2 separate regions of the Mus musculus genome follow, and region 2 is linked to region 1. A link is a contact called in public HiChIP or PLAC-seq data. All regions are on one chromosome and are shown on one strand. The core of a region is the stretch at or near the end of the contact, and the rest is flanking DNA. Distances in the headings are between cores, read along the strand shown. Region 1 holds the start of Tigd2 (tigger transposable element derived 2). Region 2 has its middle 41 kb from the start of Tigd2.

Region 1 (6,771 bases), core at 3,528-6,027:
TTCAAGACATAAAATGTGTATCTGGGAAATGGCCAGCCCTATAAAAATATTAAGGTAACTAGATGATACAGCACTCTTAAACAGTGCTAAACCTCAGTTTTCTAGTGCTTGGTGGATGGCTCCAACTTCATGACTTTTCTGTGTAGAATTCCATTTCCTCAAGATTACCAGGTAAGTGAAACTGTATAGTTTGAGGAAAGTGTGTTAATAATGATATAAGAATTGTCAGAGAATGGATTCCAGAAGTCTTCTAGGATAGGTATTTTAGAATCTAAAGCTATCTCAATAAAAAAAAAAGGCAGAATATTAAACATAGGAGTCTCAGAAAAAAATTGTTATATGGGAGCTGCAAATTCCTCTCAGATCATAAGGAATCTTATTGTAAATGGTAGAACCTATTAGATCCAGTCTCCTGTGATATTTCTTTGGTTTGTCAAAGAAATCCTGCTAATATAGCTGGATAAAATTTCCTATGTGTGTTGCTTCCTACTAGCTTATATACTTTAAAAGGTACTGTACTGCTTCAGTGGATATGCCAACATTCACAGAGCTTTTCTTCTAGAAACAAGCATAACATGTATTTCATTTCCAATGTGCTAAGAACAACCAGGAACAATTCCATTTCCTATTTCAACCTACCTGTCTATAGAGATCACTCCATACTTAACCAATAGATCCTAAGTAGGATTAACCTCTTTGTTAACATGGAAGTAATTGTCATATTCTGCTGAAACTACACATGCTTTTGTTCCTCTCACTTCCTATGGAAGGAGTTTCCTAATGCAGAAATATCACTCTGGGTTCCACACTGGATATGTTCAGCCTATTTCTGAAATGTAATGTCTGCAGCACAGGAACCATAGCTAACACTCAAGGACTCGTTTCTAGGACTCAAGTATTAAAAGTCATGTATTAACTCATTTAATCCTTTCAATATCTGAGAAATGGGTTGTTTTACTGTTTTAGAGATGTGAGGATAACATGGCTGTGGTCCGGTCACACACCAACTTGAGGCCTTTGTACTGTATTTCCCTCATGTTCAATCAAATGTCAGCTCACTGTTCATGTACTGGTTCCACAGTTTGTATGTATGCTTATTTTCTCAGCACTTCACAAAAAACACACCCCATGAAAACAATGGTGTACTTTAGTGTTACATAAATACCTATGAGGTTTTTAAAAATGCTGACACCCTTTTAAAGAATAAACATGACAGGTAATAACACTTACCTTTTAATTTTTCTAAACACTAATTCTTTAGGAAATTAAAATTTGTGAAAAAAGGCTGGTTTACCTTCCACACAATTAAAGAACTTCTGTCAGGTAGAATAAGGCTGACACCCCATGCCTTTCTCTTGGGATGTTTTAAATTGACCTTTTCCTTCATTGTAATCACCAGTGGTCAATCTCAATAGCTTGCTGCCCAAATTTTGCCAGAAAGCAATGTTGTCTCCAAGGGTTTACACCACTGTTATCTAGTTCAACAGAGTCACAGCAAAATCCTTCAAGAACAATCTTCGCTGAACCCTCTTAAGAGTCTCACCCATGGAAATGTGAACTCATCTCCAATATTTTTTACTTTACAAACTGATATTCAGAAAAAGTCATCAAAATTCAATTTGAGCAAGATTTATTGAGAGCCTACAGTGTGCATTGCCCATCACTAGACATGTTGAAATTCAGTACACAACATATCTCAGCCTCCAGTATACTATGATCTAATTAGTATAAAACAGTTTAGACACTGACAAATGAATTCCATGTCATTGCTCAATCAGAGCCAACATTAAAGAGGTGTAATTTAAGTAATCCAAAACATCATCTAATCCTAATCATCTGTAACATTTATTTGGCTTTAGATAAATTCCACTGCAGATAGAAGTCACAAAGATGAAAATACATAGCAACAGAAGGGAGTATTATAGATGACTTTTATTTTGTATTCTCTGTTTTCTTCTTATAATGGTCCGAAGCCTCCGCAATACCAGCTTATCAGAGAGTAGCATGTCATCTTGTTGTTCTAGATAATCCAGCAAGTTTTCAGTCCATTCAAGTGCAGCTTTATGACTAATATGCTTCTCTGGATTCAGTTCTGCTTTCCTAGTTTTCCTAGAAGGTTTTTGCTCAGTGACCTTCGCCCGGTCTGCAGCACCTACAATGTCAGCTAACACCTGACAGTTTGAGCCACTACTCCGAGAGTCAAACCACTGCTCAATATTTTCAATGTTAACATGTTCACAGTCTTCAGTATTCTGCAAAACCGTTGCTAAATTAGCTGCTAAAATGGCTCCTTCATCGATGCTCACACTCGGGTTTTCCTCATTGCCAGGGAAAAGTTTTTTCCACGCTCTGGTTATGGTGTTTGATCTTATCTGGTTCCAGGCTCTTGATGCCTCATAAATTGCATCCAACACAGTCAAATTCTTCCAAAATGTTTTTGGGTCATTTCCTTCATCCATGTACTTCTGGATAAGTCCTGCTCGGTAATATCTTTTGACTGTGGTTAGAACTCCCTGGCTCATAGGTTGAATTAGACTTGTGACGTTTGGTGGCAAATATTTCACAATTATTCTGCCATCATCTGAGCTCAGCAGTTCTTCAGCTGGATGTGCTGCAGGAAAATCCAAAAGTAGTACTGCTTTTTCTCGAAGCCCTTTGGATTTCAGATGCTTCTGCACCTGTGGCACAAAGCACTTTTCAAACCACTGTTTGAGAACAGATGGCTCGATCCATGCACTTTTTTGACTGAAGTAAGTGACAGGGAGGTTTGAAAGGTCAGTACCTTTGAATGCACGGGGTCTTTTTGCTTTCCCCACAACACAGAGATTAAGCTTGTGTGAACCTGTGGCATTTGCACAACACATAATAATGATTCTTTCTCTGCTTGTCCTATATTCACAAGTACTCTGGTCCGTGTCAAAAGCCAATGTCCTCGTTGGTAGACATTTCCAGAACAATCCAGTTTGGTCAGCACCATAAATCTGTTCTGGTAGGAGATTTTCTCTTTCCACAAATTCCTGAAAGTTACCACAAAATTCACTGGCAGCAGTTTCATCCCCTTTTAATTTTGTGCCTTTCCCTGCAGCCTTTGGAATACCGTGGCGCTGCTTAAACCTAGTAAGCCAGCCAGAAGAGGCATTAAAATCACCCTCCATGCCCAATGCATCGAAGAAGAACCTAGCCTGCTTTGCACAGATCGTTCCAGACACTGGAATGCCATCTGTTTTCTGTTGATTAAACCATTCTATCATCACTCTGTCAAGCTCCTCATACGTTGACGACTTCATGGATTTACGCTTGGACACCCCACTAGTTGGGTCTGAACTGTTGGCATAGTTTATAATTCTCTCTTTGTTTTTTTTAATGTCACGAACTGTGGATTCACCAATTCCATACAGGACAGAAAGTTTTTTGAAGGAGTTGCCTTCTTCAAGCTTCTTAATAATGTCAAGTTTGTCTTTAATTGTCAGGACCACACGTTTACGTTTCCCCAACATTTTAGTCTAATTATTTTAGACAATTAACAACTTAGATTTGAACACAAAGAGACCAGAAAATGGAGGCTTAAGAGTCCTCAGCTGTTCCCTAAGACTTGGATGTTATAACAATTTTCAACGAAAGTCCGAGTTTTTCCCTTTGCATTTTAGAACTTAACCTGTTCCTATGACAACGAATAGCTCCAGATAACCCTTGTTTCTCTTCTTCCTCCTTGCTCTTTTCATTAAATTGCAGCCTTACTGAAAGCTCTAAGTTGAATCAATATTGTCCTACCGAGGTTTCTAAAACATTCTCATGATGATCAATTTTTGCCATTACCATGGGTCTTTTTTTCTTTTTCTTTTTTTCTTATGCTACGTTCAAGAAAACAGTTTTACTCGGGCTTGCACACTTAACAGACAGAAACACGGAGCAGGAAGCCTCACAGCCTGACTGTTGATGTCTGTGTCAGACAGCCAAGTGAGTGAACGCTCTCTTCAAGGCAAGGACTCTTGATGAGTACCTATGAAAGTCACAGCGAGCAGAGGTGAGCTGTCTCACCTCTTAGAATGTAAGTGGACAGGCAAACAACTCAGTACTTTAAACCAAAAAGAACTTATTGCTAATGGCAACTGAAAGGGAAACAGCGGACAAGTGATGTCACATGATTCAAGAAAGGATAAAAAACTTCATTGGTGGAAATCAGGACCCAAGGCTGCAACTAGGGGGTGGTAGGCTGGGTGAAGACCATACAGTAATCCTGGTGCAAGAAGATCTCCATGACCACAGAAGTAGCTGCTGGGGTGGTAGAGGTACTCGAGCCTTTGAAACCTATAGGAAAATACCAAACACGTTTTCCTTTCAGTATCAGTCCACCGTATAACTCATACCTACCCCTGCAACTGTGTCTAGGACATTGCCACCTATCAACCTGACAGGTAATAGACAAATAACGCTCGCAGGCACCACCCGGGAGCTGAGAGCCTACCTCCTGACACTACCAGGGCCTCTCCGAGACCGCCGGCCAGCAAGCTCCGAGCCGGACGCTGGGTGAAAGTCGGAGGCAGAGGGTCACGGCCGCAGCCCTACAGCGAGCGACTGGTCACCAGGCGCGCGGGACGCCGGGAAGCAGGGTGCGGGCATCGCTCCGCCTGACCGGCCAGAACGCAGAGCCAGCAGAGGAAGTCCCCAGCGAAGTCGACCCCGCCAGCCACCGCAGAGCGAGCGCGCAACGGAGCTGCGCGGCCGAGCCGGAAGGCAGGGGATTAGGTGCGCGCGCGCGCCCCCGCAGGAACGTGTTGTCGGCGAGGGGCGGGATGCGCGGGCGAGCCCGCTGACGGGGGCGCGGCTTCTGGGGGAGGGGCGGGGCTTGGCCAATGCTCCGCCTCCGGACACCCAGCGTGTGGCTCACGGCTGAGACCAGCAGAGGGCGACGCAGGGTGATTCTAGGTGGCCGGACTTTGCAGATGAGAAGGGAATAATAGCAAGGTTTTCTTTCTGGTAAGACTCAGGGAATATTTTAAGGCCCTAATGAGTTTACAGCTGTAACCTTCCAGGAATCTTCCCTCAAGGACTCTCTTCTGTTATCTTCTAACTAACAGGTTGTTCTGTTAGTATCATTTGGGTAATTTTCCTATATTTGTGTCCAAGGAAGTGAGAGTTGTGCTGTTTTGAGGATCATGTTGTTTTTTTCTTTTTTCTTTCTTCAGTAGCTTAAGATATATTTTAATCATGTTTACAATGTTACAATTTAGTATTGATGTTTTATGAAGTTAAATTATTAAATGAATAGTCTTAAATCCACTGTGGTGTTTTGTTTTGTTTTGTTTTGTTTTTTGAAAAATTATATAATTACCAAAAGCCAAAAATCAAATATTTGGAATACCTACTGTGAAATTTAAGAGATTAAAGGTTGTACTTGATACTTGTTATTTTTCTTAAATCTAGTTATCAAATGTAAAAATAAAAAGGCCCAGGGAGTGCACAGAGCCTCTTTGCCCTCTTCTGCGGCTGCGGCAACACAGAGCCGGATACCAGAGGCCAGCCAGCATGACGGTCGGCACTGATGACCTTAATGCTGGTGCAGGAATATAAGGACCACTTCCTGCTGTCAAAGGGGAATTTCAAGACTTCCACCTGTATCCAGTCCCAGCGTAGAGCCCCTCTCTTGCATAATAGTTTTTTAGGTGGTGTTGTTTTTAAATCCTTCTTCCACAAACTACAACCTAATGTGGATTATTCTGTTTCAGAAGAGGTTGTTTATTTGTTTGTTTCTCTAGAATTCTAGCACCAGGAGAGAGGGAAATCAAACCAAGCATTCATTCACTCTGCAGAGAAAGAATGTTGATTACTGGCCCTCTTTTGTCTCCCAAGCCTTCTCTGTGCTGCTATTCTCAGAGTCCCACCCTTCCACTCTCTGGCCTGCTGGATGGAAATCCTTTGATCTTTGATCTATCTCTGCTGTCCTATGGATGACTTTGGACAAGCCCTAGTTTTGCCTGAAAGTAGACTTCCCATAACTCTCACCCGCTTCAAGCTTACAAGGAAGCAATCTGAGTGGTTCCAAATGACCATTCCTAGTAAAGAACAATTTCATTCATATTGCTTTTAAAAACTTCCCTTCTCCCTTCTCGTTCTTAAGGAGTGCGCAAAAACACTCGCACCTGTTCATTCCTTAACAGAGGAGAACTAGCTTTCAGACTGCCAACCTCATAGAAATCAGGCTGTTCTTAGCCAAACGGAAGTTTGCCTGGCTTTCCTCTCTTCCAGCCTCCTGGGGTCACTGTGGCCTATGGTATTAAAGAAGAAAAAATGAAAAAAAAATCCTGCCTTGCTTGCCCATCCCACTTTTGGAAGCTAATTTCCTTCTCCATAGTGTGTTTGATGAGTATTTGTAGAATCTACCCCCAGTCAATTGTTTACCCCTTCTGTAACCTCATGAAGAACAAAAGCCAGATGCCGATATCATAAAGGCTGTCAAGCCTCTAGAACCCTACAAGACCTGTGACCACATGAACTACCCACGCCCTCCATGAGGGAATATTAATAGAGCCCTATTTTGTGGGTGCCTTATGAGCCTGGTGAGCATCTCCTTCTCTCTATGAACGAATAACATAGTCTGAACCTCAGCTGCTTTCTTCAAGATGACAGTGGTAGTGCCAAACTGGAATGTTACAACTGCAGCACACACACATGTGCACACACATGAACTGTCATGGGCATGCTATGTCAAAAGCTTAGACATGTATTGTCTTTCCACAGGGTAAGAATTTATTAAATAATAATGATTACATA
Region 2 (6,603 bases), core at 1,043-3,542, 42 kb before region 1:
TGTTCATGCACACACTCTGGACTTCAGCGTGAAGATTCTGAAAAAGCTGTAAGTACATCTACCAGGTGATCCAGCTATACTGTTCTTAGCCATGTTCACTATGATTCTGTTCAAAATAGTTAGGAAATGGAAACAATATACTTCAATTGATGAGGGATAATAAAAAAATGGTATACAGACAATGTATAATATTATTTAGTTGTAAAGGAAATTTAAATAATAAAATTTGCAGCTAAATGAGGAACTAGAAAATGTTATACTGAGTGAAACAACCCAGACTCAGAAAAACAAATGTCACAAACACTCTCACGTATAGATTCTAGCTTCAAATATTTAGATGTGAGCACCTGACCTGAAATAACCCCAAAGCCAGGAAAGTAGAAAAGATGCACTAGGGGTTGGGGTTTAGAGAAGGATGGCTCTCTAGGGAGAAGGATATTGGGAACTAGGTTCTATGAAGGAAAACATGGGGAAAGGAAACGAATGGGGAGAGGGAAGAGGAACCAATCAGGAGAGGGAGGAAGAAAATATAGATAACACTAGAATGTTATTAAAGCCATAGGAAAATGTCATTTTATAAGCTTACTAAAACTATTTATATTCATCTATAATACTCCTGCAAAAGAGGAGACAGAAATATCGTATGAAACAGAATATCAGGGTGTTTGCTATAAGATTGTGTCTCCTAGTAATATTAGAAGCTATACCCATAAACCAGACACAACATGACTACCCAAACAGGTAGTATTATATGGATTCAACAGCTTATACGTAGGAATATATATATGTGTGTGTGTGTGTGTGTGTGTGTGTGTGTGTGTGTGTGTGTATATTTATATAGATAGATATATATATACATACACATTCCATATATGTGTGTGCAATAATAATTCATACAAAAGAGGCCAATATAGATATAAATAGTTTATATATACAAATGATTCTATTATTTATTATGTATTGTATGTAACTTATTTATATATTTACATATAATTTGTGTATATATGAACTACATCTATATTGCTAGATAGACTAGATTGATAGATAGATAGATAGATAGATAGATAGATAGATAGATAGATAGATAGACAGACAGATAGATAGATAGATAGATAGATAATATGCTACACTAGGTGATAATGCTCTCCCAAGATACAGACTAAAAAAAAATTTCCATGGACTGGAGAGATGGCTCAGCAGTTAAGAGCACTGACTGTTCTTCCAGAGGTCCTGAGTTCAATTCTCAGCAACCACATGGTAGCTCAAAACCATCTGTAATGGGATCCAATGCACTCTTCTGGTGTGTCTGAAGACAGCTACAGTGTACTCATATAAATAAAAAGAAGACAAAATTTCCAGTGTGAGGCATGGGAAATTTCCCTTTCAGTTGCTGTTTAGGCTTGAAAAAGACTTTCAAAATACTATAAACTATTGCCATTGCCTTTAGTTGTCTCCCAGAAGTTGAAGATAAGAGCCTATTCCTCATACTTAGAAGTCAATCTTGGCCTGACTTTGAAGCCTTCTCATTGAAGACTAATTCCTTTTAGTATTGGAAGATACTGTGCTAGCTACAAGGAGAGAGAAATCAGTCGGTGGTCCTACACACCCGTTAAACCTACAGAACACAATAATGAGCAGCCTGGTGAGATATCCTCAGTGGTGCAATCAGAGTACTTTTATCCTGGAAGTAACTAACAGTGTCTAAGTAGAGTTAAGTCTCCCTTAATGGGTGACTCATGCCTGGGACTATGCACCTAGCTGGAAAAGTCATAGGCCCAGGAGGAAAATGTTTTACTGTTCTTTCTTCTTTAAAGTTTTTGAGGACAAGATCTCACTATGTAACCCTGGCCTGAAACTCACTATGTAAACCAGGCTGGCCTTGAACTTACAGAAATCTGCACATCTTCACCTCTAAGTTCTGCGGTGAAAGGCATGTACTACTACACCTGGCAGCCTGCCATTTTTTAAAAACATTATAATTGCTAACTCTATTTTAAATACCTATCTTTATACCCATAAAAAAGTGTAGTTCCCACTCCCTACCAAAGAGGCTTCTTTTGGCAGCAGATGGAGACCATTGCAAAAATTAACAACTAATCTAAATGCAAAAAAGAAAAAGAAAAAAGAAAACAAACAAACAATTTTTGATAGGGTACCCAGCCCCATCTGCAATGAAAACCAAAAAGGGGACAGAAAGAACTGCAAGTCCTGGAGGATCAGGTATTCTGCTATAGGACAGTGCCTTCTAGATGGGACAAGGAAACTGCACCCCTGAAATCTCCACAATGTGATTGCATAATGACAATGCCACTTGACATGCAAATGTTGAGGGGAAGGGAGTGTCACAAGGCCACATCTCTCTATGAAGAGCTGAAGGCAAATCAGTGGCTGATGAGAGAATCAACTTTCTCCAGGAATAAACCCATTGATAGGTTATCCAATACTATGTGATCAATCCTAACACACACACACACACACACACACACACACACACACACACACACACACAGTGTGTAACATAATTAAAAAGAGGTAATGAATTTGAGAGGGAGTGTGTGACATAGGAAGAGTTGGAAAGAGGAAGAGGGAAGGGTGACTACAAAGGTACTCATATGGAAATCTCAAAAAATGTAAATTAAAATACTACAAAGCTTAATTAGTTTAGCCTGTGATTATAAATAAGATTGGAGAATAGTTTTATACAGTTCAGAAGTTAACCATCAAGTACACAGTGAAAATATAGTTGAATTAGTACCTGGAGTTTTAGTTAAGAAGTTTTATCTTTTTTCTTTTCCTTTTTCTTTTCCTTTTCCTTTTACTTTTACTTTTACTTTTTCTTTTTCTCTTTCTCTTTCTTTTTCTTTTTCTTTTTCTTTTTCTCTTTTCTTTTCTTTTCTTCTTTTTTTTCTTCACGTTTCTGACTTATGGGTAATTTTTAAAATATATTTAGGAAACGCTGGGACATTTTTTAATTTCATTTTGTGTCTCAGGCTGAGAAAGATCTTTATCAAATAGGGAGGCATTTTGTGGTATCATATATTATATAAAAGAGAGCATAGAACATCAGTTAGAAGACTAAATGACCAAAATCTACTTTCTGAAAACATATATTAACTCAGGCAAGGAATTTGATGTTGAAAAATTTGTCAGTTGTGTGCTGCCACCTGCTGATGATGCTTGTAAGCACCACTATTTTTCTTCTATATATGTCTAGACCAGAGAAAATCTGCAATCAAAGGAGACATCCGGTACTTGCAAATAACAATTTCTTAATCTTTTTTGTGCCCATGGAACTTTTTGAAAACATTTTCATAAGAGTGTTTTAAGTACACGGAATAAAATATAGTTACTATTTGTTGAATATGTTTCAACATAAAGATAACAAAATCTAGAACCAGTGTCAAGTCCACTATGGATTTAGACAAGCTGGTAAGTAGCTGATGTTGAGGAATCTGCAGAATGTATGATGATAATGGAATGCATAAGGAGGTGATAACATGGTCACATGTTGCTCATCCTCTCAAACAGAGGGAAGGCTAAATTTCAGACAGGAGTTAGCAGAGAAATATTGCCACTGTTTCCTTTCTAAATTCATACGCTGCATGAATTCTATGCATAAAACTGCAGGATATATAGACTCCAAGTTAACCATTTGATAACCCTATGGCATATTTGATTATCCAACATGAAACAATTATCATCAAAACTTACAGAACTAAAGCCTCATGAAGCTGAAGCAATATAGAAATAACAAAGCAGTTATTTTACTCTCATAAATGATAATCATAGAGAAATGATCATGATAGTGGAGATAATGGATATTTCTAATATTTTTGTAACGATGAATTACTGTGTATAGAGGTATCAAATTTTTGTGGCTTTCTTTGATTTCCTAGTTAACCGACTAAAGTGTGAATTCTAGTTCAAGACTTATTTGAACGATCATGGCTGCATTTCCTCTCTTCCTAATTTTGTTTTTTTTTCTTTTTATTGTTTTCTATATTTCTTTAAACCTTCATTTTTCTTCTTTCTCCCTTGCTCCTTCTTCCACCTAACTTCATTTTTACTTCAGTACATATTTCTTAAATGAATGCCTTTCGGTTTCCATCTGAATTCTGGTTTCCATCTGCACCCAGAGCTATTCCTGTGCCACAGCGCACCATACCCAAATAGCACAAGAAGAGAGCTGACCTCCAAGAAACTCAGACATGCCTGTGAGCACAGGTCAGACCACTACTTCTGCTTAAAGGGACCCACCCAGAGCCCTCAGGACATAGGAACCGAGGTGCAGCCTGGGAGAGGATTCATTCATTTTCCATCTGTACTGGGAGCTGGTCCTGTGTCACAGCCCTCCATACCCAAATTCCTCCCAGAGAGAACTGGTCTCCAGGAGATCTGACAAAAAGGTTTGCAGACAGTCAGAAACAACATGAGTACCTAACACCACAGATAACCAGATGGTAAGAGGCATGGGAAAGAACATAAGCAACAGAAACCAAGGCTACTTGGCATCATCAGAACCCAGTTTTTCCACCAAAGTGAACCCTCATTACCCCAACACACCAGAAAAGCAAGACTCTGAGGTAAAAATCACATCTCATGATGATGATAGAGGGCTTTAAGAGGGACATAAATAACTCCCTTAGAGAAATACAGGAGAACACATGTAAACAGGTAGAAACTCTTAAAGAGGAAACATAAAAGTCCCTTAGAAAACTACAGGAAAACACAACCAAAGAGGTGAAGGAATTGAACAAAACCATCCAGGATCTAAAAATGGAAATAGAAACAATAAAGAAATCACAAAGGGAGATAAACCTGGAGATTAAAAATCTAGGAAAGAGATCAGGAGTCATAGATGCAAGCATCACCAACAGAGTACAAAAGATAGAAGATAGAATATCTCAGGTGCAGAAGATACCATGGAAAACATTGACACAATAATCAAACAAAATGCAAATTGCAAACAGCTCCTAACCCAAAACATCCAGAAAATCCAGAACACAATGAGAAAACCAAACCTAAGGATAATAGGTATAGAAAAGAGTGAAGAGTCCCAACTTAACAAGCCAGTAAATATCTTCAACAAAATTATAGAAGAAAACATCCCTAACCTAAAGAAAGGGATGCTCAGAAATATGAAAGAAACAACAGAACTTCTGGCCCATTGATTGGACCTGAAAAGAAATTCCTACCATCACATAATAGTCAAAACACCAAATGCACTAAACAAAGAAAAAATATTAAAAACAGTAAGGGAAAAAGGTCAAGTAACATATAAAGGCAAACCTATCAGAATTACACTAGACTTCTCACTAGAGACTGTGAAAGCTATAAGATCCTAGGCAGATGTGATACAAACCCTATGAGAACACAAATGCCAGCCCAGGCTACTATACCCAGCAAAATTCTCAATTACCATAGATGGAGAAAACAATATATTCCATGACTAAATTTACACAATGTCTTTCCACAAATCCAGGTCTACAAAGAATAATAGATAGAAAACACCAACACAAGGGAAACTACACCATTGAAAAAAGCAAGAAAGTAATCTTTCAACAAACTCAAAAGAAGATAGCCACACAAACATAAAAATAACATCAAAAATAACAGGAAGTAACAATCACTATACCTTAATATCTCTTAACATCAATGGACTCAATTCTCAATAAAAGTACATAGACTAACAGACTGAATATGTAAAAAGGACCCAGAATTCTGCTGCATACAGGAAATTCACCTCAGTGTCAAAGTCAGACACTATCTCAGAGTAAAGGGCCAGAAAACAATTTTCCTAGCAAATGGTCCCAAGAAGCAAGCTGAAGTAGCTATTCGAATAACAAATAAAATCAACTTCAAATCAAAAGTTATCAGAAAGTATAAAGAAGAACACTCCATACTCATAAAAGGTAAAAATCTATCAAGGATAACTCTCAATTCTGAACATCTATGCTCCAAATGCAAGGGCACCCACATTCATAAAAGAAACTTTACTAAAGCTCAGAGCACACATTGCACCTCACACAATAATAGTGGGAGACTTCACCACCCCACATTCATCAATAGACAGATCATGGAAACACAAACTAGACAGAGACACAGTGAAACTAACAAGTTATAAACCAAATGGATTCAACAGTGTGATGGTTTGTATATTTTTGGACCAGGAAATGGCACCATTTGGAGGTGTGTCCTTGTTGGAATAGGTGTGACCTGGTTGGAGTAGGTGTGTCACTGTGGGTGTGGGCTTAAGACCCTCACCCTAGTTGCCTGGAAGTCAGTCTTCCATTAGAAGCCTTTGAATGAAGAAATAGAACGATTTTATTAATAGACATGTTTGTGCCATGCCTGCCTGGATGCTGCCATGCTCCCACCTTGATGATAATAGACTAAACCTCTGAACCTGTGAGCCAGCTCCAATTAAATGTTGTTTTTTATAAGACTTGCCTTGGTCATGGTGTCTGTTCAGTAAAACACTAACTAAGACAAATAGGTATCAATAGACATTTTTTCCTAAAGCAGAAGATTCTTAGCACCTCATTGTACCTTCTCCTAACTTGACCATAAAATTGGTCACAAAACAGTCCACAACAGATACAA

What was found. HiChIP or PLAC-seq counts read pairs in DNA pulled down with a chosen protein or histone mark.
Region 2: a contact with region 1 is called in a BATF HiChIP or PLAC-seq map of CD8 T cells, with 7 read pairs. The contact joins the enhancer-like site here to the promoter of Tigd2 in region 1. A contact is called at or near these places in 1 of 39 promoter capture datasets (macrophages), 1 of 484 Hi-C or Micro-C datasets (the HL-1 cell line), 2 of 115 datasets of contacts at active chromatin or transcription factors (CD8 T cells and embryonic stem cells) and 1 of 9 other capture datasets (liver).

What each region holds. Positions count from the first base shown.
Region 1 is chr6:59,206,876-59,213,646 of GRCm38.p6, reverse strand. It overlaps Tigd2 (tigger transposable element derived 2), which reads right to left and starts at 4,777. Exons shown (of 2, transcript NM_001081145.1): 1 at 4,466-4,777; 2 at 1,614-4,308. The coding sequence starts at 3,497. The coding sequence ends at 1,920.
Region 2 is chr6:59,246,445-59,253,047 of GRCm38.p6, reverse strand. No RefSeq gene overlaps it. Among named protein-coding and RNA genes, the nearest start is that of Tigd2, 41 kb to the right of the region's middle. Within about 2 kb of position 2,292, at least 10 of the 459 cell types and tissues checked have an H3K27ac peak or open chromatin away from gene starts, as enhancers often do. A contact at or near this core is called in CD8 T cells, where this site is marked.